Regions from separate parts of the Sus scrofa genome. Here region 1 is linked to region 2. The links are chromatin contacts, called in public Hi-C maps. All regions are on one chromosome and are shown on one strand. Each heading gives the region's core, a stretch centred on a gene start, on an enhancer-like site or on the middle of the called end of the contact. The rest is flanking DNA. Distances are from core to core; before and after follow the strand shown.

What was found. Hi-C and Micro-C count contacts between places; a contact is called where the count stands out from the background.
Region 1: a Hi-C map of fetal heart ventricle shows a contact between it and region 2, with 2.0 times the contacts expected there. The contact joins the promoter of TMEM39B here to the promoter of SPOCD1 in region 2. A contact is called at or near these places in 1 of 5 promoter capture datasets (liver), 22 of 47 Hi-C or Micro-C datasets (alveolar macrophages, blood, embryonic fibroblasts and 12 more) and 2 of 2 datasets of contacts at active chromatin or transcription factors (alveolar macrophages and skeletal muscle).

Annotation. Positions count from the first base shown.
Region 1 is chr6:88,581,739-88,587,028 of Sscrofa11.1, forward strand. TMEM39B (transmembrane protein 39B) reads left to right here and starts at 3,553. Exons shown (of 9, transcript XM_021095796.1): 1 at 3,553-3,702. The coding sequence starts at 3,699.
Region 2 is chr6:88,345,878-88,350,877 of Sscrofa11.1, forward strand. It overlaps SPOCD1 (SPOC domain-containing protein 1), which reads right to left and starts at 3,317. Exons shown (of 15, transcript XM_021097602.1): 1 at 3,193-3,317; 2 at 2,136-3,190. The coding sequence starts at 3,316.

The sequences.
Region 1 (5,290 bases), core at 2,303-4,802, 240 kb after region 2:
TCCTTTCAAGAGCCGGTTTGGCACTACCTCAGTGCAACTGAACTCATCCTTACGGAATGTTTATTGTGGGCCAGAGAGTGTTAGGCTTTAGGGTATTCAGAAATTAACAAGATACACTTCAAACTCAGTACTCTCAAGAGGTTAGAATCAGCTCTTCTGACCAGAATTTCTTCGGCTAGAAAAAGAAATCTCAGGGGGTTCCCATTGTGGCTCTGTGGCAATGAACCAGACTAGTATCCATGAGGTTGCGGGTTCAATTCCTGCCCTCACTCAGTGGATTAAGGATCCGGCATTGATGTGAGCTGTGGTATAGGTCGCAGATGCAGCTCTGATCCTACATGCCTGTGGCTGGGGCTGTGGCCAGCAGCTGCAGCTCAGATTCATCCCCTAGCCTGGGAACTGCCATATGGAGGTGTGGGTGTAAAAAGTGAAAGAAAGAAGGAAAGAAAGAAAGAAGAAAGAGAAAGAAAGTAAGAAGAAAGAGAGAGATAGAAAGAAAGAAAGAAAGAGAGAGAGAGAGAGAAAGAAAAGAAAGAAAGAAAGAAAGAAAGAAAGAAAGAAAGAAAAAGAAAGAAAAGAAAAGAAAAGAAAAGAAAAGAAAAAGAAAGAAGAAATCTCAACCCTACTTTCTACTCTGCTCTGGGACCTGGTCATTGCCCTCCCTTGGCCTCTTTTTCCCCAGAAGAGAAGACCTGACTGGGTGTAAAATCTGTAATTTATTAGATATATCTGTGTTGAATTAAATTCCATATTTCCATTTGCCGAGGCTAAAAATCTTGGAGTAATCCTGATCTTCTGTTTCTTCCATGTACCTATCAAATTTTATCTTCAAATCCAGAATCCAATCGTGTCTCATCACCCCACACAATCTGGTCCAAACCATCAGTATGTCTTGCTAAGATCTTTGCCATAGCATCCTGGTCTCCCTGATTCCATTCTTGTGCTCCTACAGACTATCCTCACAGGGAAGTTGGAGAGATTCTTTCAGAATGAAATTTCAAACCCTCCAGTAGCTCCCTATCTCATTCAGAGTAAAAGCCACAGGTCCAGTCCTTCTCACATCCAACTCTCTTGTTTATTCCATTCCGAGCTACACTAGCCTACTTGCTGTTTCTTTTTCTCTTTCTTCTCTTTCTTTTTTTTTTTTTCTTAGGGCTGCACCTGTGGCATATGGAAGTTTCCAGGCTAGGGGTCAAACAGGAGCTGCAGCTGCCAGCCTACACCACAGCCACAGCAACTAGGATCCAAACCGCATCTGCCACCTACAGCGGGGCAACGCCAGATCCTTAACCCACTGAGCCAGGCCAGGGATCAAAACCAAATCCTCACGATACTAGTCAGGTTCTTAACCTGCTGAGCACAACAGGGACTCTTCCTTGCTGTTTCTTAAAACACTAGAGGCAGGCTCATACCTGAGGTCCCTTCCAATGACTTTTCCTCTCTGCCTGGAATGCCCCCTTTCTCCAGATACCTGTGTGATTGACACAATCATTTCTTTCAAGTGTTTGTTGAAAAGTCACCTTCTAAATGAAGCCAGACTCTAAATTGCAACCTCCCATCCCCCTTTCCTGTTTTCCTCCACAGGAATCATTCCCTTCTAACATAACACAGAATTTACTTTTTTTTTTTTTTTTTTTTGTCTTTTTAGGGCCACACATGCAGCAAGTGGAGGTTCTGAGGCTAGGGGTCGAATCGGACCTGTGCTGCTGGCCTACGCCACAGCCCTAGCAACACGGGATCTGAGCCAAATCCCAGACCTACACCAGAGCTCACTGCAACGTCGGATCCTTAACCCACTGAGAAAGGCCAGGGATCAAACCTGCATCCTCTTGGATGCTAGTCAGATTCATTTCCGCTGAGCCATGACAGGAACCCCCAGAATTTACTATTTTTGTTTCTGTCCATCTCCTCCCACTTAACTGTAAGCTCTGTGAATATTAATTAAATATCTACTAAATCACTTAATTAATTGAATATTATTATCTATTATGTGTCAAACACCATGCTAAAGTGATGGGGTACCATGTGATTAAGACAGCTTTGTAAGTCCTATGAGGATAGAAATAATGAGTGCTAGTACCTCATTTATTGAGTGCTTTGTGTTAAGTACTTGCCAAACATAATAATAGTAATGATGGCTAACTTTTCTTAAAACAAACTGTTCTAGGAGTTCCCACTGTGACTCAGCAGTAACAAACCTGACTAGTATCCATGAGGATGAGTGTTCAATCCCTGGCCTCACCCCCTCGCTCAGTGAATTAAGTCTCCAGCATTGCTGTGAGCTGTGGTGTAGGTCATAGACGCTGCTTGGATCCCACGTGGCTATGGCTGTGGCTGTAGCGAAGGTCAATTGCTGCAGCTCAGATTCAACTCCTAGCCTGGGAACCTCCATATGCTGCGGGTGTGGTCCTAAAAAGCAAAAAAAAACAAAAAACAAAAAACCAAAAACCACAAAAAACAAACCCAAAACAGAAAACACACACATGCACAAATAAAAAAACTAAAACAAAACTGTTCTACATGCATTATCTCACTTAATCCTCACCAAGACCCTTAAAGTGAATATTACTAGTAATGAGCAAGAAACAAGATTTCAAGTCTTGGAACTGGCAAAATCAGGATTTGAACTAAGGTGGTGAGAGAAGAGCAGGGTCAGATAAGAGAAATAACTAGAACTTAGGGTCAGCAAGACTAGGTGGAAGATTGGTTGTGGGGGTTGATGGAACAGAGGAAGTGACTCCCAGGTTTTGATTGGGGTAAACGGAGGAACAATAAGGCCAAAGAGAAAGATGAAAGCCTTGGGCATCTATCCAGAGAAAACCGTGACTCAAAAAGACACGTGTACTCCAATGTTCATTGCAGCACTATTTGCAATAGCCAAGACTTGGAGACAACCCAAATGTCCATTGACAGAGGAATGGATAAAGATGTGGTGCATATACACAATGGAATATTACTCAGCCATTAAAAGGAAAGAAATAACAGCATTTTTAGCAACATGGATGGACTTAGAAATTATGCTAAGCGAAGTCATTCAGACAATGAGACACCAACATCAAATGCTATCACTTACATGTGGAATCTGAAAAAAAAACACAATGAACTTTGCAGAACAGATACTGACTCACAGACTTTGAAAAACTTATGGTTTCCAAAGGAGACAGGTTGGGGGGTGGGGGCATGCGCTGGGGATTTCGGATGGAAATGCTATAAAATTGGGTTGTGATGATCATTGTACAACTGTAAATGTAATAAATTCACTGAGTTCAGAAAAAAAAAAAGCCTAATTTGCGACAAAGCGAGTTTTGAGGCGCCAGTGGACCACTCATGGATGCAGGAACCGAGAGGGGTTCTGACCTCCTCCCTTATCTTCGAAGAGGAGCTGAGAGAAGGTACGCAAGGGAAGAGCAGGAGACAGCTTCCCTCTCTCTTGGGTTATTCGGCAGCAGCTGCAGGAAGGGTGTGGAGGACCGCGAGACAAAGAGCGCGCGGCTCTGCCTTTGTCCGCGCGGCCCCTTTAAGAAGCGCGCCCCCAACTGCTAGCCCGCCTTGTATGCAAATTTGGCGGCGAAGCGGTAGCGCGCAGCTGATACCCGGGGACTGGGCTGCGGCGGTTAGTCCTCTCCCGGCCGCCGTCGCCTCCGACATATTGCCCGCAGAAGCTGCGGCGGCGAAGCAGAAAACGCCGGGGGGAGGAGATGGGTGAGCAGCGCGGGTCCGGCTTGGCCCGGCAACGGGCGCGCTCGGGGGTTAGGTTGGCCAAGCTGCTAATTGCTCCCCCACGCGGACAGGATCCTGGCGAGGGGAGGGGGAGGGGATGTGGTCGCAGAGGGACCCCGCCCCCTCCTTTCGTTTTGCGGGTGGGGCCTCTTGTGGGGGCGGGACATTGGAGCGGAGGGAGGGGCTTCTAAAATGTAGACGCTCCTGGGGGCTTTGGTGAGGACCCACTCTGAGGACTAGAGAGGGCGGGGTTTGGCAGTAGGCGTGGCCTTGATGCTAAGAGAGGCGTCCGTGTGCTGTAGGCCCTAGTGCAGGGGCAAACTTTCGGGGTTGCAGGGGCTTTGTACTGGGGGAGGTGGAGCAGGAAGGAGACCTTGCAGAAGAAGGGACCCCACTCTGGAACCGGGCTTCTGGGCAGAGAGAGCTTTTATTGGCTTGTAGGCAGGTTTTCTGGGCTGACAAGTGTGTGTGGGTGGGGCTTCTGGGTTGAGGGGCTTTATGTGGGTGCAGAGCTTCTAAAGAGGGGAGAGTGGGTGTGGGCAGAGCATTCGGACTGAAGGTGCCTGTGTGAGGTTTTCTAAGCCAGGAACAGTAGTGCGTGAACAGAGCTTTGGAGCTGGGGTCTGGTTGGGGGCAGAGCTCCTGGACAAGAACTTTTTGGAGATGTGTGGGAAGAGCTTCCAGGCTAGAAGCTAGGGCAGGGTGTGTGTGTGTGTGTGTGTGTGTGTGTGTGTGTAGAGCTTACAGGCTAGAAGCTAGGGCAGGGGTGTGTGTGGGTGGGTGGGTGGTTGTAGGTTGCTGTGCTGCCATGAGGAGATATGAACAGGCTATAACTCAGTGGGACTAGGGTGGTGCCCAGGATCTTTGTGCAGGGCAGTGCCTGGGACCTTGGGCTAGGCTGCTAAGCCTAGAGAAAGAGGTTGTGGGTCCAGCATTCTTCCAGAGCCCATATCCTTGACACTGTGCTCAGGCCCTAGGACCTGACCATGAGAATCCAGGATGCTCCTTGAGCTGGATCTTGGGTCCTGCAGGCAGAAACTTCAAGAGTACCCAGAAGTGTCAGCCTACAGAGATTTAGAGTATCCAAAAGGAGCAGTGTTCACCAACGCTAAGAGCACAAGCCCCAGACTCCCAGACTACCTATGACACAGTGAAAACTGAGTTTCCCAATCTGTGGAAAACCTACCTTGCTGGGTTCATTCCCTCATTAACATGTAGTTATTGCAGCCTTGCTTTATGGTGGGCACTGTGGTAAGGGGACAGGATACAGCGGTGGAAAAGACAGACCAAGGAAGTCCCTTGTGGCTCAACGGGTTAAGGATCTGACATTGTCGCAGTTGTGGCACAGGTTGCAGGTGTGGCATGGGTTAGTTCCCTGGTCTGCAAACTTCATGTCCCACAGGTGTGGCCAAAAAAAAAAAAAAATCAAGATAGTGACTGCTGGAGTTCCTGTTGTGGCTCAGTGGGTTAAGAACCCAACTTGTATCCATGAGGATGTGGGTTCAATTCCTGGCCTCACTCAGTGGGTTAAAAATCTGGCATTGCTGCAGGCTGCGGCATAGGTCACAGA
Region 2 (5,000 bases), core at 2,067-4,566:
TTCATGACATCTCATTCACTCCTCACCAGCGTCCTGTGAGGTAAGTACTTCTAATACCCCATTTTTGCAGATGGGGAAGTTACAGTCAGAAAGACGAAGCCGCTTGCCTAGGTCCCTCAGAGAGCGGCCAAGCCAGGACTGAATGCTGATCTGTCAGCCTCTAGGCTTTTGCTCTTAACTACAGGACAGTGGTCAGAAGTGAGACAAGGAAATCCCAGCCCATCCTCTGGTCCTGACAGTGCCTGTGGACAGCTATGATGCAGGGTTCAGGAAGCGCATGTTCACAGCAGATTCCAGAAAATTCTATGTACCAACTTGGAAACATCTTCAAATACTAAGCACTTGAGAAAGAAAGTAAAAGTTCCAGAACAAGAAGGCATATTATACATAAAAAGGTGCAACCAATATACAGGTGTTCATACATGCATAGCAGTTAATAAAAAGAAGCCTGGAAAGATGCTAACTGTTAACAGTGATTATCTCCAGACAAAGGCCACTGAGCCGGGAGTCCTTAAAAGGATTTTTCTCATTCTGTGTCAATAAATTCATTGTAAAACACGCATGCAGAAGTTCCCAGGCCAGGGATCGGACATGCACCACGGCAGTGACCCGAGCCACAGCAGTGACAACACCAGATCCTTAAGCACTGAGCCACCAGGAAAATCCATTCTTTTTTAATACCCAAAAAATCAAGTTATAAATTTGGACCTGCATGATCTCATTTCTCAGCCAAGAAGAGATATACATGCATAGAAAAAGATGGAAGAAAGAGCATTTACCAAAATGTCAACAGGAGATAGCTCTGAGTATTGGTATTACGGGAATCTTGATTTCTTCCTTATTTTCTATAACAAACATTTCATTTTTAATTAAATATTACCGTTTCTGAGTGATGTTTACAAAGGCAATGCAATCGCATTCAAATGTAATTATAGTAACAAATAGTGGTAAATCACACAAGCAGCTCACTGGGTCTACGAATTTGCTGTTTAGTCTTGAACTAGTCCTTTTACCTGTCTGAGCCTCAGGGTCCACATCATTAAAATGGGTATATACCAACAGCATCTACCTGGAGGATTGTTAGGAAGATTGAAGATAAAGTGCTCGGGACAGTACCCAGCACGTGATAAGCAGGCCAGGGGCTGTTGTCGCTGTGGCGCCAGTGGAGAGTGTGCACAGCTAAGCGGTGCAGCAAGCTCTCCAGACAGACTGCCTGGGGCTGCATCCTGGCTCTGACATTTAGCAGCTGTGGGACCTTGGGCTTGTAACCTTACCTCTCTGGGCTTCGTGCGAAGACTAAATCAAAAGCGCCTAGCACATAACACCTATTCAATGGGATAAAAATTCGACTATGTGAGAAATATACATCCAAAACAGGGAGTGCCATCTTCTGCCTTTGGTGGATAAACATGTTCGCTGTGGTTATTAATAAAAACACCCTTCTTATTATCAGTAAAAGAACATTTGGAAAGGAATGGCCAGGCCCCAAATTCCTTGCTGTGTGAGCTTGGAGAAGTTCATTAACTTTTCTGAGCCTCAGTTTCCCCACTGGGAAATAGAGGGCTAATGCCTATCTCGCAAGGCTATGGTAACACTCGGGGAAAAGCAAATTTGACATAAAATGAATTTACCTTGTGCTGTGCGAGACACGTCATTTTACACCATCATCCCATTCAAGCCTCAAAACGACCCCATTAGACTGGGTTTTTTTTACAGATGAGAAACTTAAAGAGGTTAAAAAATATCCCAGGGTCACTCAGCTGGGAAGTGAGCAGAGATAAGATTTGAACCCAGTGGAGTTCCCGTCGTGGCGCAGTGATTAATGAATCCGACTAGGAACCATGAGGTTGCGGGTTTGGTCCCTGGCCTTGCTCAGTGGGTTAGGGATCTGTCGTTGCCGTGAGCTGTGGTGTTGGTTGCAAATGCAGCTTGCATCCCGTGTTGCTGTGGCTCTGGTGTAGGCCGGCAGCTACAGCTCCAATTAGACCCCTAGCCTGGGAACCTTCATATGCCACTGGAGCGGCCCAAGAAATGGCAAAAAGAAAAAAAAAAAAAAAAAAGATTTGAACCCAGAACTCAGGGACTCCGGAAAATAATGATGCCCTCCCTCTGCCAACCTCTCAGACTCAACTTACCAGTTTGGGGCAGCCTCCTGGGCTGGACTCCTCTGGTTGCTCCTGGTTGGAGTGGTCTGAGCATCTCTCAGTGTCCCCATCCTGGGCACAGGGCACTGGCCCCCTTCTCAGCTTTGTAGCATACTTGTATCTTCTCTGCCCTGCGGCCTGGCCTGATCTAGCTTTGCTGGCTGCAGGCTCCAGGGAGCTGGCAGAGGTGTCCGTGGAAGCAGTGAGTCCCTGCTCTGGCCTCCCTCCAGACACTGGCTGAGCCTCGACCTCTAGCTCCTCCTGGTCATGTGAGGTGTCAGGGCCATCCTCACCACCAGCCCCCAAGCTCTGCCCTGCTTCTTGCCACTCTGGGGAAGCCTTTCCAGACTCTCCCAGGCACAGTGCCGGGCTCTGTGGAGGAGCCTGGGTAGCTGGCTGAGGGAACTCTCCTCCACTGGACACTGGGGGCTCGACAGGGGCACAGGGTGTGTCTGGTGGGGCCCCATCCCCTGCAATGGGCAAAGATTCCAACTTCTCAATCCCTGAGGCACACTCCTCCCAACTTCCGCCTGGGTCTGCAGGCCCAGACCCAGTGTCCTTGCAAGAAAGTGGCCTGCAAGAAACTCCCACAGACTCCACATCAGCACCATGTGAGAGGCCTCCCCCAGACTGGGGCTTGTCCCCACCAGGGCTCTGGCCAAGACACAAGCCGCCAGCCCCCTCCTCACCCTCTAAGGGGGCCTCACACATCCTGCTTTTCTTTCTTGCCCCCACAGACATGCTCCAAAGATTCCTGGGCCCACTGCCAGCTAAGATGTCATGGAGAGAAACCAGGAGCCTCTTGCAGGTCTGGGCCCTCCCCTGGGCAGGCACTGTGGGCAACTGGATATGGAGCCTGGGGCCAGGCAGCAAGTCCTGCCTCTGTCCCACAGCTTGCAGCGCAGGGACCACCAGGCGGGCCTTGGCCTCCACACTGGCCCCAGGTGCACCCACAGCCTGGCAGCTGGCACCTTGAAGGGCCTCTTCCGGGTGGACCCTCTTCCTGCTGCCAGCCCAAACTGGAGCCCCAGAGCTTCCTCCTGCAGGTGTGGGGCCAGGCCTGACTGGGAGCCGGTTTCTTCCACATCCTCCTGGAAGAGCCCACAGCTGTCTCGGGGGCTGAGAACAGGGTCCTCTGCGCTGGAGCCCTCCACAGCCACCTGCCAAGACATGTCTGTCCACCTGCAGGGACCAACAGCAGAAGGCAGGCCCTGGGAGAGACAGAGACAGAGAGAGAGAGACCATCGCAGAGGCTCCAACCTGCCAGCCCCTTCAGGACATGGGGCAACTGGAAACCCGGGTAGCAGTCTCCCTTGTAGGTGGCACCTCCAGGGAGACAAGCATTCAAAAACCACTGAAGTAAGCACCCCCAGGAGGACCTGGCACCCCAGGTGAGGAAGGGGAAGCCTGTCGCCAAACAGGGTTGTGCTCCAGCCACCCTGAACATCTTCCCTGGTCTGAGGGTTCACGCTTTGCTTAAATGGGCTGTGCCAACAAGCTGTCATTCATTAATGACTTACTTAGGGCGACTGTTTCATTTCATGCTGGCAGCCAAAGGCCAAGAAACAGAGACTCCCCCAAGGACACGTGCTGATAGGAAGTGAATGAGCCGGGATTCCCTCCTGCTCGACAGAAAGCCCAACTCTAAACCATTCCCACGTGGAGTAGGCACTGAACGGGGTTAATTCCCACCCCCTCCATTGGTCTTGGTCTGAAGGACGCTCCAGACAGGTTCTTAGGCCTGAACAGGCCTGAGTTTCCACCGCTCAGGGAGCCCAGCCCCCCACGAGCCCAGAAGCTCTCACCTGGGGTTCCCGGGCTCACCCTCGCGGGGTTGCACCCCCAGCTGTAAGGGGGCTGGGACCACGTGATGCGGGGAGTGTTTGAGGGATGGGGCGGGGTCTCCGCTGCGGCGGCAAGGGGCGGTACCCCAGACGTGCTGACGTCTCTCTTCCAGAAGAGGGCGCCCGCTTCCTCTAGAGGGCTTCCCGGAGGAGGTGCCAATCCCTGGTGCCTGGTGCCAAAGGGCTTTGAATACCGCCTGAGAGTTTAAACTTGATCCTAGGGCACTGGGGAGTTATTGAAAGTGCCTAAACCCCTAGGGGAATGCAGAATCAGATCTAGATTTTTGCTCAATTATTTACTTATTATCTCAAATAGATTTTTTTTTTTTTTCTTTTTAGGACTACACCTGTGGCATATGGAAGTTCCCAGGCTAGGGGTCCATTTGGAGCTGCAGCTGCTGGCTGAAGCCACCGCCACCGCCACGTGGGGTCGCAGCCTCATCTGCAACCTATACCACAGCTCTAGGCAACCCTAGATCCTTAACCCCCTGAGCGAGGCCAGGGATCGAACCCATGTCCTCATGGATACCAGTTGGGTTTGTTACAGCTGAGCCACAATGGGAACGCCCTCAAATTTTTTAAGTTAAATTATAGTTGATTTACAATGTTGTGTTAGTTTCTGGTGTAGAGCAAAGTGATTCAGTTATATGTATGTACCTATTCTACTTCATATTCTTTTTCACTATGATTTATTATAGGATATTGAATATAATTCCCTGTGCTATACAATAGGACCTTGTTGTTTATCTATTTTATTTTATTTATTTTATTCTTTTAGGGCCGCACCCTCAGCATATGGATATTCCCAGTCTAGGGGTCCTATCAGAGCTGTAGCTGCTGGCCTACACCACAGCCACAGCAATGCGGGATCCGAGTCGCGTTTGCGACCTATGCCACAGCTCACGGCATCACCAGATCCTTAACCCACTGAGCGAGGCCAGGGATCCTACCCTCAACCTCAGGAATGCTAGTCAGATTCATTTCCGCTGAGCCGTGATGGGAACTCCTGTCT